Linked DNA regions of Mus musculus: region 1 is linked to region 2. Evidence: chromatin contacts called from public HiChIP or PLAC-seq data. All regions are on one chromosome and are shown on one strand. The core of a region is the stretch at or near the end of the contact, and the rest is flanking DNA. Distances in the headings are between cores, read along the strand shown. Region 1 overlaps Col4a2 (collagen, type IV, alpha 2). Region 2 overlaps Myo16 (myosin XVI).

What was found. HiChIP or PLAC-seq counts read pairs in DNA pulled down with a chosen protein or histone mark.
Region 1: an H3K27ac HiChIP or PLAC-seq map of oligodendrocyte precursor cells shows a contact between it and region 2, with 5 times the contacts expected there. The contact joins two enhancer-like sites. A contact is called at or near these places in 1 of 484 Hi-C or Micro-C datasets (cortical neurons) and 1 of 115 datasets of contacts at active chromatin or transcription factors (oligodendrocyte precursor cells).

The regions. Positions count from the first base shown.
Region 1 is chr8:11,360,506-11,365,831 of GRCm38.p6, forward strand. All of the region lies in intron 4 of Col4a2 (collagen, type IV, alpha 2), which reads left to right. Among named protein-coding and RNA genes, the nearest start is that of Gm46030, 23 kb to the left of the region's middle. Within about 2 kb of position 1,821, at least 58 of the 459 cell types and tissues checked have an H3K27ac peak or open chromatin away from gene starts, as enhancers often do. A contact at or near this core is called in oligodendrocyte precursor cells, where this site is marked.
Region 2 is chr8:10,455,646-10,461,714 of GRCm38.p6, forward strand. All of the region lies in intron 20 of Myo16 (myosin XVI), which reads left to right. Among named protein-coding and RNA genes, the nearest start is that of Gm51561, 28 kb to the left of the region's middle. Within about 2 kb of position 2,671, at least 8 of the 459 cell types and tissues checked have an H3K27ac peak or open chromatin away from gene starts, as enhancers often do. A contact at or near this core is called in oligodendrocyte precursor cells, where this site is marked.

The sequences.
Region 1 (5,326 bases), core at 571-3,070, 900 kb after region 2:
TACAGGCAGCAGTAAGTGACCACCATGGGAGTGGGTTACAGGCAGCGCGTTTGTCAGGCAGCACCAAGGAACCCAAACCACCCAAGCGTACCAAGCAGTCTGAGGCTCTGTGTTCATATTCCTGAAATGTGTGCACTTAAAAAGAGTTTCCTTCTAACGTGTTTGATCAGCAGTGACTGAGTACTGAAACATGATATTGAGCAGGCGAGACAGACGTTAGATCTTACCTTAATTGATAAACTCAAGTGAAGGAGTTGGGCCAGCCCAGGGCACAGTGTCCCAGGGGTCAGTTGTGTCCTTAAGGTCAGGTCTGGTGAGGAGAGGCTGGAGGGAGGAACAAAGGGAGAAGGAAAGAGAATGAACTCTTAGTCAATGTGTAAGAATATCCTAGATAGTGTATCCCAGGGAAACATGGAACAATAGAAAACCAGGGTTCCCTGGACATTCGACCAGGATTTGTGACCTATTCAGCTCAGATCTTTACCAATAAGATCTGATCTCAAAAGTAAATAAGCCGAGGCCCAGCTGTGTTAGGCCACTGACTGATGAGCTCTCAGTCTTCCCACAGAAGGAGTTCCTGGGAGGTTGGAGGGGGCGAGGGGGGTCACCTAGCTCTCTGCCTCTCTCCAAGGCCTCTAAGAGGCTCCATGTGTCTCTCTGGTGAGATCTCTGCCTGTCTGTCTGGTAGTTTATATCCTGGGGACTTTGGGGATCCAACTGCCTCCCACACACAGGAACTCTTCATTTGAGCAAGAGGGACTGTGAGCAGCTGTGGAAATGAGTTAATCTTTCTGCAAGGGAATCCCCTCCACTCTATCCTAGTGTGGCAATAGTTAATATGTCAGAAAACGATGGGAATATTATTCAGGGTTTGATACCCAAAAACAGGCCAGTATGGCCATCTGTATAAAAGGAAAAAAATATAGCCTGTCATGATGGCATATACCTGTGACCCCAGAGGCAGGAAGAGCGGGTCCTCAAAGGCAGCCTGGGCTACAGAAAGAAAAAAAAATTGCTAAAAGACAAGTTTTGACACAGGTTCACTGAACAGAGGCACAGAGCATCGCTGTAGCTAGAACACCATGGTTGGCGGATGGTGTGCTTAGAACTGGGTGGGGCTGAGGAGCAACACATGCCTGGTACACTCAAGCTCCATGGTTCGGTCACCAGCACCCTCCCTGCACACACACACACACACACACACACACACACACACACACACACTGCACACACACACTGTGCACATGCACACACACTGCACACACACACACACTGCGCACATACACACACTGTGCTCACACTGCACACACACACTCGAGAGGGAAAATGCATTTCCATCATCTGAAACCATCATCCCCTTTACCTGAACTTACCTAAGCCTTACTCTAGGTTTGTTCTTATCAGCAAAAGGCATTATTAAATCATGAGAAATGGGGAAATCTTTGGTGCAGGTTTGGCCTTAACAGGAGTCATTCACTTCCTGGCTGTCTACTGTAACAGCTAAGCCAGGGCACAATAAAATCCAACTAAGTGGCCACACAGGACAGAGACACAGCCATGCGCAGTGGCACTCTGATACAGTGGGGGCTGTCCCCAGGAACTGCAGTGCTTAGATATGTTTTTTATCCTCGTCCCTTCAGATGAGCTCTGTACACTCATACGCCCTGACAGTACACTGGCAGCCTCTGACAGATTCCCTCATAGTTAAACATCTTGACTCCTGAAATTACTAAAGGAGGCAGCTGCTTCAGAACCGCCTCTTAGAATCCTTCCTGGATCCCCTCCCTGGAGATCAGAAAGAGCCACTGTCTCCCGAGCCACAGATGCCCTCTGGACCGTTGAACTGACATCAGAACAAGCCAACCCTAGAGAAGGAATCTTCTAGCTCAGAGGAGGCAACGAAGGGAAAAAATTAACCCTTTCAGTGCCTGGTTCCTGGTGGCAGATGTTTTCTGAAAAACAGGATAGAAAGTTGCAGCCATGGTTTGGAAGTTCGGCAGCACAGACAGCCAGAGAAGGCCCATCTGAGAGTTCTTATCACTCCTCCATAGGAAGTCAACATCCATATGGTCCACTGACTAAGAAAGGCAGCTGGGGGCCAGCCGGTCTTCACCGGTTCCCACAGGCCACTGATTACCGAAGCTAAAGGAAACTTCTTGTAAACCAGACAGGGGCTCTGGCCGCGGACGGCTTCCCTTTCCCACCTCTGCATGGAATGTTTTGACAAGTTGGGCATTAAAGCATTTTTTCTCCCATGGGCATTCAAGCATTTTCCCCTCTCTGTGAGAGAAGGCGCGCTGCTGTCGGGGCCTTTGTTTCTCTTCTACACTAGTTCACGCTTAACAATTACGGGATCTCTAAAAGGGCCAAAGTTGTGAGAAAGTGTTGTGTGGGGTTACAAGAAACTTGTGTGGCTTTATCTCCCTCAGGGGGCAACTGGGACCACTGGGTCTCTGTATGGAAGGGGTGACGCAGTTTGTCTGACAGTCCAGCTGGTCACAAAGGCCCTTCAGAGTTAGTCTGTGCAAGGTTCTATACAAGCATCCTTGCAGGCTGGCTCTGACCGGTGACTGCAGGAGTGAAGAGAATGTAACAGAGTCTGTACAGTTACCAAGCTACTCTCCTCATTTTATTTTAGACATAATTAAAACAATAACCAGAGGAGAATATGGCAGAAATGACCCACCACACAACTCTATGCCTTCTTCTCCCAGGGACCCTTTAACTGGCTCTTTCTGTGCATGTATGCAATGGATTCTGGGGTTAAAGGTCCCTGCTCCAGTTTCTCCATCTCTGCTGCAACAAGAACTGCTCTCTTCAATATTCAAAGGAAAGAAGCCACATCCATCTTGTGTTTCTGTCATTGGCATCAGGGCAAATACTAAATTAATTTATCATTGACAGCCCTGGGAATCTCAGAACTGTCCTTAGAAGCTGGCCAGCCTGTGGCCCTGAGCAGTTTACCCTTCTGGCATCCCCGAGCTCTTTGTGGTGGTGAGGACAAGTGACCATTCAAGTGGCCAGATGTCTGACTCATATGGGAAGCACAAAGCGGCCTTCCAAATGCCACATGTCCCCACTGATTAGAGAGATCAAAATATCCCGAGTCCAGCCCAGACAGACACTGATGTTCTAGAAGAAGAGATGCAGGAACAGCGTCTCGAAATGCTGCGCCAGACGAGCATTAATTGGCCAGTCTCCCCTTAACACATAGACGGCAGAAAAAGACGCATTCACTAGAGGACAAACATTTACATTTCCCAAGTACTTTCTGGAAGGTTTGGGACCACAATAGAAAAAGAAAGAGAGAAGCAAGGGAGTGGAAACAATTAGCGTAGAGTGGGTGAGGTATGCGGCTCTCTGGCTCCCCTGACCCCCTCAGCATTGGGTTTTACTGCACTGTTGTCTTTGGGAGGCACAGAACTGATCTTCAACCCTAAGGCCTGTTTTAAATAAAGAAGCAGATGGTTTGAGGTTGGGTTCTCCATAATAAATACTGAAGAACACTGGAAGGCCCAGACTCCTTGTGGGAATAACTGCATTTAAAAAGATGCATGTTATGTGCGTGACATTCTTGTGGCTCCTGATAACAACTGTCTGAGAACTTTAGATTAGATCCGTGTGCCACAGCCAAACAGGCCTCTCTTGGGTTTGGTGAAAGTGCCTGTGTGTGCCTTCAGCACCAGCGATACCTGTTGGGTTGGCATAAAATCCATTCAGAAAAAGGCTGTTCTCTTTTGTATGTCCTGTTTTAGGCTTCTCATTGCAGCCCAGCCCACAGAATCAGCAGATCTTATTTATCAGTGAGAATACAGCAGTCCCAAAGGGCAAGCCGCGTGAACCCCTGGGTGTCTACTGTGTGCCCCAAGCTGTATGTACCATAGCCAGCTTACAAGAAAGGAGCATGCATGCCATTAATCTCAGCCCTTAGGAGGCAGAGACAAGCATATCTCTGTGAATTTAAGGCTTGTCTGGTCTCCTGCTCTATGTAGTTACAGAACAGCCATGGCTACTTCTCCTCTCTGGAGAAAGAGGAGGAGGAGGAGGAGGAGAGACAGAGACAGAGACACAGAGACAAACACAGACAGACAGACACAGTCATGAAGCATGTGCAGAAGCCAACCTTCCTAACATTTTACAAATACTCCCACTTCTCTGCGCACAGTGAAGAAATTACTAGTGTAGACCATCAACAGGGCACCCAGCTGCATCCTAAGAAAGAGAAGAAGAAAGCTCAGAGTCTGAGGGATGCTCATTTGTTCCTAGATGGCTCCAGAGATGGAAATCTGACAGACTTTCCTGGTAACCTAGGAGGAAAGGGAAAAGCAGAATAACTTCATAAGCTTTCAAAGTGAGATCCCGGCAGAACCCAGGGGGGAAAGGTGTTGCGTGTTCCTGGTCTACATAGAGAGTACCAGGACAGCCAAGGCTACATAAGATACCCTGTCACATCACCACAAAACATGACAGCTCGTAAATGCTGGGCTCAAAAGCCTCTTGGCTGCAGGATTGAGCTCTTCTGTGGGACTGTCACTCAACATGGAGTCCCCACATGAAAGCTCACAGCTTCACTCAAAAAAATAAACCTTCCAAGGATGAGGTGGGCACGGCTCAGTGCAACAAGGGCTGCTGGCTGTGCATGAAGGCTTAGGTAGGGCTCATTCCCAACACCACCGGCTAGAGGGAGAAACCCAAGGGCAGCCATGCATTAGCAGGAGAAGCAGGCTCTTTGATTCTCTTGTCAGTTTCTATTTCTCTCTAGATACTCTCTCCTCTAGCCATGGCTCTCGAGCTTGTCTGCCCTCCATTCTGAGACCCTGATCATCAGATTCAGTTCTCTTCAGCATCTGCTGCCTCAGCAGTAGGGAGACGGACAGACAAACAGACAGAGTAGAGTAGGGCAAACCTCTCCCTGAAGACCAGAACCATGCTTCAGAAACTCTGCTTTAATTTCTCACCACCCTGACCAAATATGCTCATATATTTCTACCAAGATAGCCAGATGTGAGGGTGCACGCCTTTAATCTCAGCCTTCAGGAAACAGAGGCAGATGAATTCCAGGCCAGCTGAGGCTACAGAGTAAGACCCAGTCTCGTAAATGGGTAGATAGATAGATAGATAGATAGATAGATAGATAGATAGATAGATAGATAGATGGATGGATGGATGGATGGATGGATAGATAGATAGATAGATAGATAGATAGATAGATAGATAGATCAATCTGCCAAAACAGACTTTCTCTATAAGATTTTTCTCCTTTTGGTCTTCTACTGTGGCAGTTGCCTTTGAACCTCAGTCTAGGATGATCCTAAGCCCTGTTGAA
Region 2 (6,069 bases), core at 1,421-3,920:
GACATGATCTTGCCATGACATCAATCTTCTGACTTTGAGCTCTCTTTAAATGCTGTGACCACGTGGGCTCAACCTTTCCTGTGGCTCTATCCTATGAACTGAAAGTCCTGCATGGGAAGGGCAACAGTCCCATGGGAACATGGCTTCCTGTCTGGGGTGCAATGGCCTTCTACACACAGTGACTTTCTATGAAAGTAGCATGCAGCTGAAAGCTAGAACTTGTCCAGCCATTCCACCAGCCTTTCGAAGCCAAGTGTGCATCTCTTTTCCATGGTTAATGACAGCCCTCCCCCCTCCCCCCATTCTTGGAAGACTTCAGGAAACCTCATAACTGGCCTATGGGCCTTTCATTCCTACTGGGTCCTGCCTTGGTCTGTCTCCCTGGCCATCAAACCAGATCACATGGGGGTTGTACCTTTTAAGTTTCTTTCCTCTAGATCTTGTGGATTTGATGACTGTCCGTCACCTCTGTGAGACAAAGAATTGTGGAAACTAGACTATGACCCCCTGAAACACCTTTGAATTCACTCTCCTTTCAGCCCTATACCCTGTAGTGATTGCATGAACCCTCCTCTGGTACAAGATCTGACAGCCATCACTGTATTGACATGATCACAAGACCTGACCCCCATGACCAAGCATCGCCATGTGGTCACCTACAAACTGACAGAGACAGGAAATAAAGAGGTCTCTGAACTAGACCTAAGACTGAGATGAACATCACCCAAAAAAGACCATGTCATGATCCTGCATCCTCACATCAGCTCTTATTCCACCACTGATTTTCACAATGGGTCGTCCAAAGACAAGGACCCAGGATCACTTGTAGGAGGGGAAGGAGATAACCACGCCCACTGCCACAGGACCCTCAGCCTGAAGCAGCCAGCACTGGCTTTATGTACATGTGTACAAAGCACTTCTCTTCTCTTCTCTTCTCTTCTCTTCTCTTTTCTTTTTCTTCTTTTTTAAAAAAGTGTAATGTTTAAACTTTCAAAACCATCACTTCTTCTGTGACAATATATGGCAATCATGAAGGCCCACTCTAGTCTGTGCCTCTGACCCAGGACCCATCAGGCTGCTGTTTTTCCTCTGCCAGAAGTGACATCTTTGTCCTGACTGCATCCTGAGACGCATTCAGCTTACACAGTAGGTGTCTGCTGAAGGTGTAACCAGACACAGAGAGGACAGGTGGAAGCTGTGTTGCTTGCTTTTCTTGTTGTTGAGATCAAATACCTGACAGGAAGTAAGTTAAGCGAGGAAAGATTCATCTTGGCTCTGGGTTTGAGGGTACAGCCCGTCCCAGTGAGGAAGAGTGGTCCGTGTAGAAAGAAGTGTGCATCTGAGGCTCTGCCTCACATCTCTGGATCATGGAATGGTGTGGTCTACATTTGAAGAAGGTCTTATCTGCTCAGTTAAGCGTCTCCAGAAATGCCCTAGTAGACATGCCCAGAAGCCAAGTTGACAATGAGCACTAACCTTCCCAGGCATAAGTGAACCCAGGAGGGATACATGATGGTGACTATATCCAACCTCTTGAGAATGTGTGTCACTTCTCCTTCAAGGCCTAGGCCACTCAGAAGCTCTATCTGGAATGTCCTTGCCTGAAGTTATCTTTCTGACAATAAATGGTACATGGGACTTGTAGCAGGTAGAGTTGGTCATAAAATGTCATACCCTCGAGTCATTCTGGACTTGCCAATGCCAAGATGAATATTGTCTGAGCACCCATCACTTATCACTTCTCTACCTGGCAATCTGCATCCTCTGCAAAGTTAGATGCACATAAGTATATGTATCCTTACTACTCTACTGATGCTCACCTACCTTAGAGTCTGGCCATCCACAAAGAGTTCTGTGGACTCTGCCAACATTGAAGGCCTGTGGCCTCCAACCACAGAAGCTTCTGGTGACCTGGTCCTTCCTGTCCTATTACTTGGGTGGCTTCTTTCACCTGATGTCCAAATTTAAGATAAATGCTCAACATTGAATGCAACTGTTATTAGTTATTAATTTTATTTTGCTTCTGTCTAATATTCTTCTATAAAATAATGCAGCAATATACCAACACAGGTGCCTGTTTCATTATTTGGCTTACCATTTCTGGTCTTATTGCATGAACAAAGAAGTCCCAAGATGCTCATAGATGTCTTCGATTGGATATATGGACTTGTTCTCTTGGATCTATGTCCAGATGTGGAATTTCTGGGTCATTCTACAATTGGTTCTTTAGTTTGGTAAAGGAAGCTAAATCCCAGGCCACATTTCCTATTTAGCTGTCTGTAGATATGGATGAAGGCTGTGCTTGCTTCATTCCCCAAACACTGAGTTTTGCACCTGGGCTGTTTTCATTTACAGTAACTATTCATCTGTGTTTTCTGAGTTTTATAACCATCCTTTTAATGACTAGAGAGCGATTGGTGGCATAGTGATGTTTCCTTTACCCAGCCTCCTGTCATACTGAAGTGAGAGCCGTTTTAGATTTAGAATGCAAGCATTGATATCATTTAAATATTGTTTGTGGGTTTCTTTGAAATAATTAAAGCATGCAGTAATTCCTGACTCGAGTCCTGTCTCTGAAGATATTCTTGGTAACGAGTCTCCACACATCACCGCTGTAAATGCAGGCTCTCACAAGGGGACATGTGTTCCCTCACAGCACTAAACGGAGCTTCAGATTTCACGGATAGGAAGGGAATAAGTGACTTTTATCATGTGCACTTTTATGGGAGTCACGTGGCTGGTGAAGGCACAGCTGGCAGGTGCCACAGCACAGTCGACCCCTTCATGGGACCCCTGATACTAACCTCTGTGTGAATCCAGCTGTTCCCAGAAGCTGTGAGGCAGACAACAATGCTCAAGTGTGGGCCGCATCTGGAATGATTCTTAGCCAGCCTGGTGCCCCGTTGGTCTTCTACCTTCCAAAAAGGCTGATTGGCCCATAACCAAGTTGACAGCTTTCTGCTGAGCTTTTCTACAGAAAGCTTATCCAGAAGAGCTTCCCACACCCAGGCCTTGCCTGGGTCTCCATCACGATTCCTGACTGGGTGTCTTTTCAAATTGTGCTTTTATTTTGTGATTATATGTTTGGAGCCCATTTCCTGAGCCTGCTCAAGGCTCAGGGAACTGTTCAGGAAATTTTATGTGGATGAGAACAAGCTAAGTTGGCTTTCACCTGTGATGGCATATCATCCCAGACAGCATGTTTAAGTCCAAGGAAGTTACTTCACATTCAAGCATTTTCCCACCTTTTCACACACATGTGATCAAACATAGTTAGTAGCACAGCAGTTACTATTTGTGCGATATAAAAGGCGTTTAGTTTACTAACAAGCTAATGTAAGTTATCAGCCACCGGAAAGCTCTATGGACAACCCTCAGATAATTTAGGTATAATGGCCCAGGTCATTAGTATGGTTATTTCACCTGGAAGACTGGATGCCAGTAGGTCTGAAGCTCTCTCTGTTTCTCTCCTCTGGGACCTCGATATGGAGTGGCATAGCTATATAACAGGCCTGGAGCTTTCCAGAGGGAAGGGAGAGGAGCTATGTTGGTCAGTGTGTGGCACAGGCTATGTTGATTTGTCCTTTCAACCTTGGGAATGCCTCCCCCAGGTGACTAGTTAATGAGAGACACATAGAATGCAGGTGAGACTCCTCGGGGGCAGTTTTCTCCCCTCGCTAAGCACCTCTGCCTGCCTGTCAACATTACATTACAATCCTGGGAGAAGAGACGGTTGTTGGAATAGCGCAGAGTCCATGGCATCTATTAGTACTTTCTTTAAATTCTACCAAAATTGTGTCATAATGTTAAGAGCCCCACTGTCAAAGTCAGTGGGAACCAACCAGGAGAGGCAGATGACTGAGGGGTAGGGTTAATAACATAATAGAAGCATAATATCAGGAGACTTCTATAAGGGAATGTCCACTCTCGGATGATGGGCACATACAAGAAAGTGCTTACCCCCAAGATTGACATAGAGGGGAGGTGGCCTCTCCTGAGATAGACACTTGGCTTTCACAAGAGGCATTTCCCTGTATCCTGGCTATGGACCCTGCATAACCCCAGTCAGTGACGGATGGCACAGTACCCACCTCAGTATCTCCCTGGAGCTTGGCTCTGCCCCACAGCAGGTTCACGCCCCTTTCCTTTCCAATAGAAAGTGCTCTGCAGTAAAATGCATATGGACTTTTAAATCAGCTTAATGAAAAAAATTGTTATAGTAGTGCAGGACATTTAGAGAATTATAAAATGCTCGCAGGCTGGCCAGTCTGTGACAACTCTCTTCTTATGTCTTTCATTTTGTCCTGTAAAGTGGTTGTATTTATTTTGTTAACTTGTGGGTGTGAGTATGCATATAAGACATGCATGTTGCAGATGGGGATCAGAGGACAACCTTGGGTGTCAAGTCTCCCCTTCGACCTTGTTTGAGGAAGGGTCTCTCCCTTACTGATGCATGTACTAGGCTCGCTGGTTTACAGTCTTATGGGAAGTCCACTTCCTCAGCCTGCATCTCCCTGCAGGAGCACTAGGGTTGCAAATGCGAGTCACTGCATTCAGCCTTCTGCATGGATTCTGGGGACACACACGTGGGTCCTTGTGCTTGCATGTCAAGGACTTTATCCACCAAGCATCCCTCATGAATGTTTTTACATGATTAACATTATATAATTTCCAGTTCTTCTAAAGGATACATTCATTTCTAGCTTTTCCCTTGACTTGCTGTTGCTGCTGAGTATTTCTGATGTTTTCATATAATTTTGTAAACACCAATAGAGTGTCTGGTGGTTATCAGAATGACGAAGCATCCCTAAAAAGTAAACATGAAGCTTGTTTCCCTTTGCAGGCCTTGCTGCACTTCCTGCTGGCTCTCTTGCGTCTCTACTTGGGCAATACTCTGTTTAGACTGTATGATTTTCTCCCTGTGAAACTGACCATTTTTGTTACATCAATGAACAATGCATGCATGACATTTAATTCCTTATCTTGATAATGATAATCAGAGGGAGGGTGTGGATATGTCTCAGCAAAATGGCAGAATGATGTGACCTTCAGGACAGCCCTTAAGGCTGAGGGAAAGAACATTAAAAACATGAGTTCAAAAATATATAATTTCTCAACTATGTAAAAATATAAGGATGCAGTATGAATTGTATAAAGATCTTCTCAGACCTAAAGGAACAGAGGCAGCTGCACTATTAGCCAGCTTGTCCAAAAGATGCAAAGACTGGAAGATACAAAGGTAGGCAGACTCCTGAGTTCAAGGTCAGCCTACAACCAAGAGAGTTTAGGTTCAAAGCTAGGTATGGTCAGAATGGTAATTACAGAGCAGTATCCCACCCAGCTATCTTCTAGTCTATGCTTGTGCTTGCTCTCTCTTCTAGGAATCAAGTGGCTAGGGTCATGGGATGCTGACCCATGGAATAATCAAAAGGGAACCTGGGATAATAAATTAAGATGTGAATAAAAGGCTGGGATTTTTGTTCTGCAAGAGATGAGCTTTCCAGAGAATTTTTAGAAATACCACAGAGAACTGCTTGGAGAACTGTCTCAAGCAGAACCGAGGCCATCAGCTTGGACCTATAATTTGACTTTGAGCCATTTGTTTTGCTGCTCTCAAACACCCCTTCTCTCACAACCCCTCTCCAAGCCCATGCTGGTCCTTGGCAATCCATGTCCACAAGTCTCTTACAATAGTCTCGTCATGTTCTTAGCATGCGTGCCTTCCTATGGAAACACAAGTGCAAATGATTCAATATTTTCAAGCTTTGTACAATCCCCTCCCCAAATAATTTCTGAGGAAAGGTCTGTCAACAGAAACTTCCTAAATGTGTGTGTGCCACATACCTTCTCATCTGTTCCTGGAAGCAGGCTGCCCAGAGCCACCCTATGCCCTTCCTCACCAATGGAGTGGATGCAGACACTAGGATCCAATACTGAGGCTGTTGTGAATTCCCAGAAAGATGATTCACACTGAATAACTGTCTTTGTAAATAGTCCTTTTGGAAGTTCACAGTATGAAGTGTCTAAACTTGACCCGTCAGAGATCGTTGATCCCCTCATGTTGTGCTT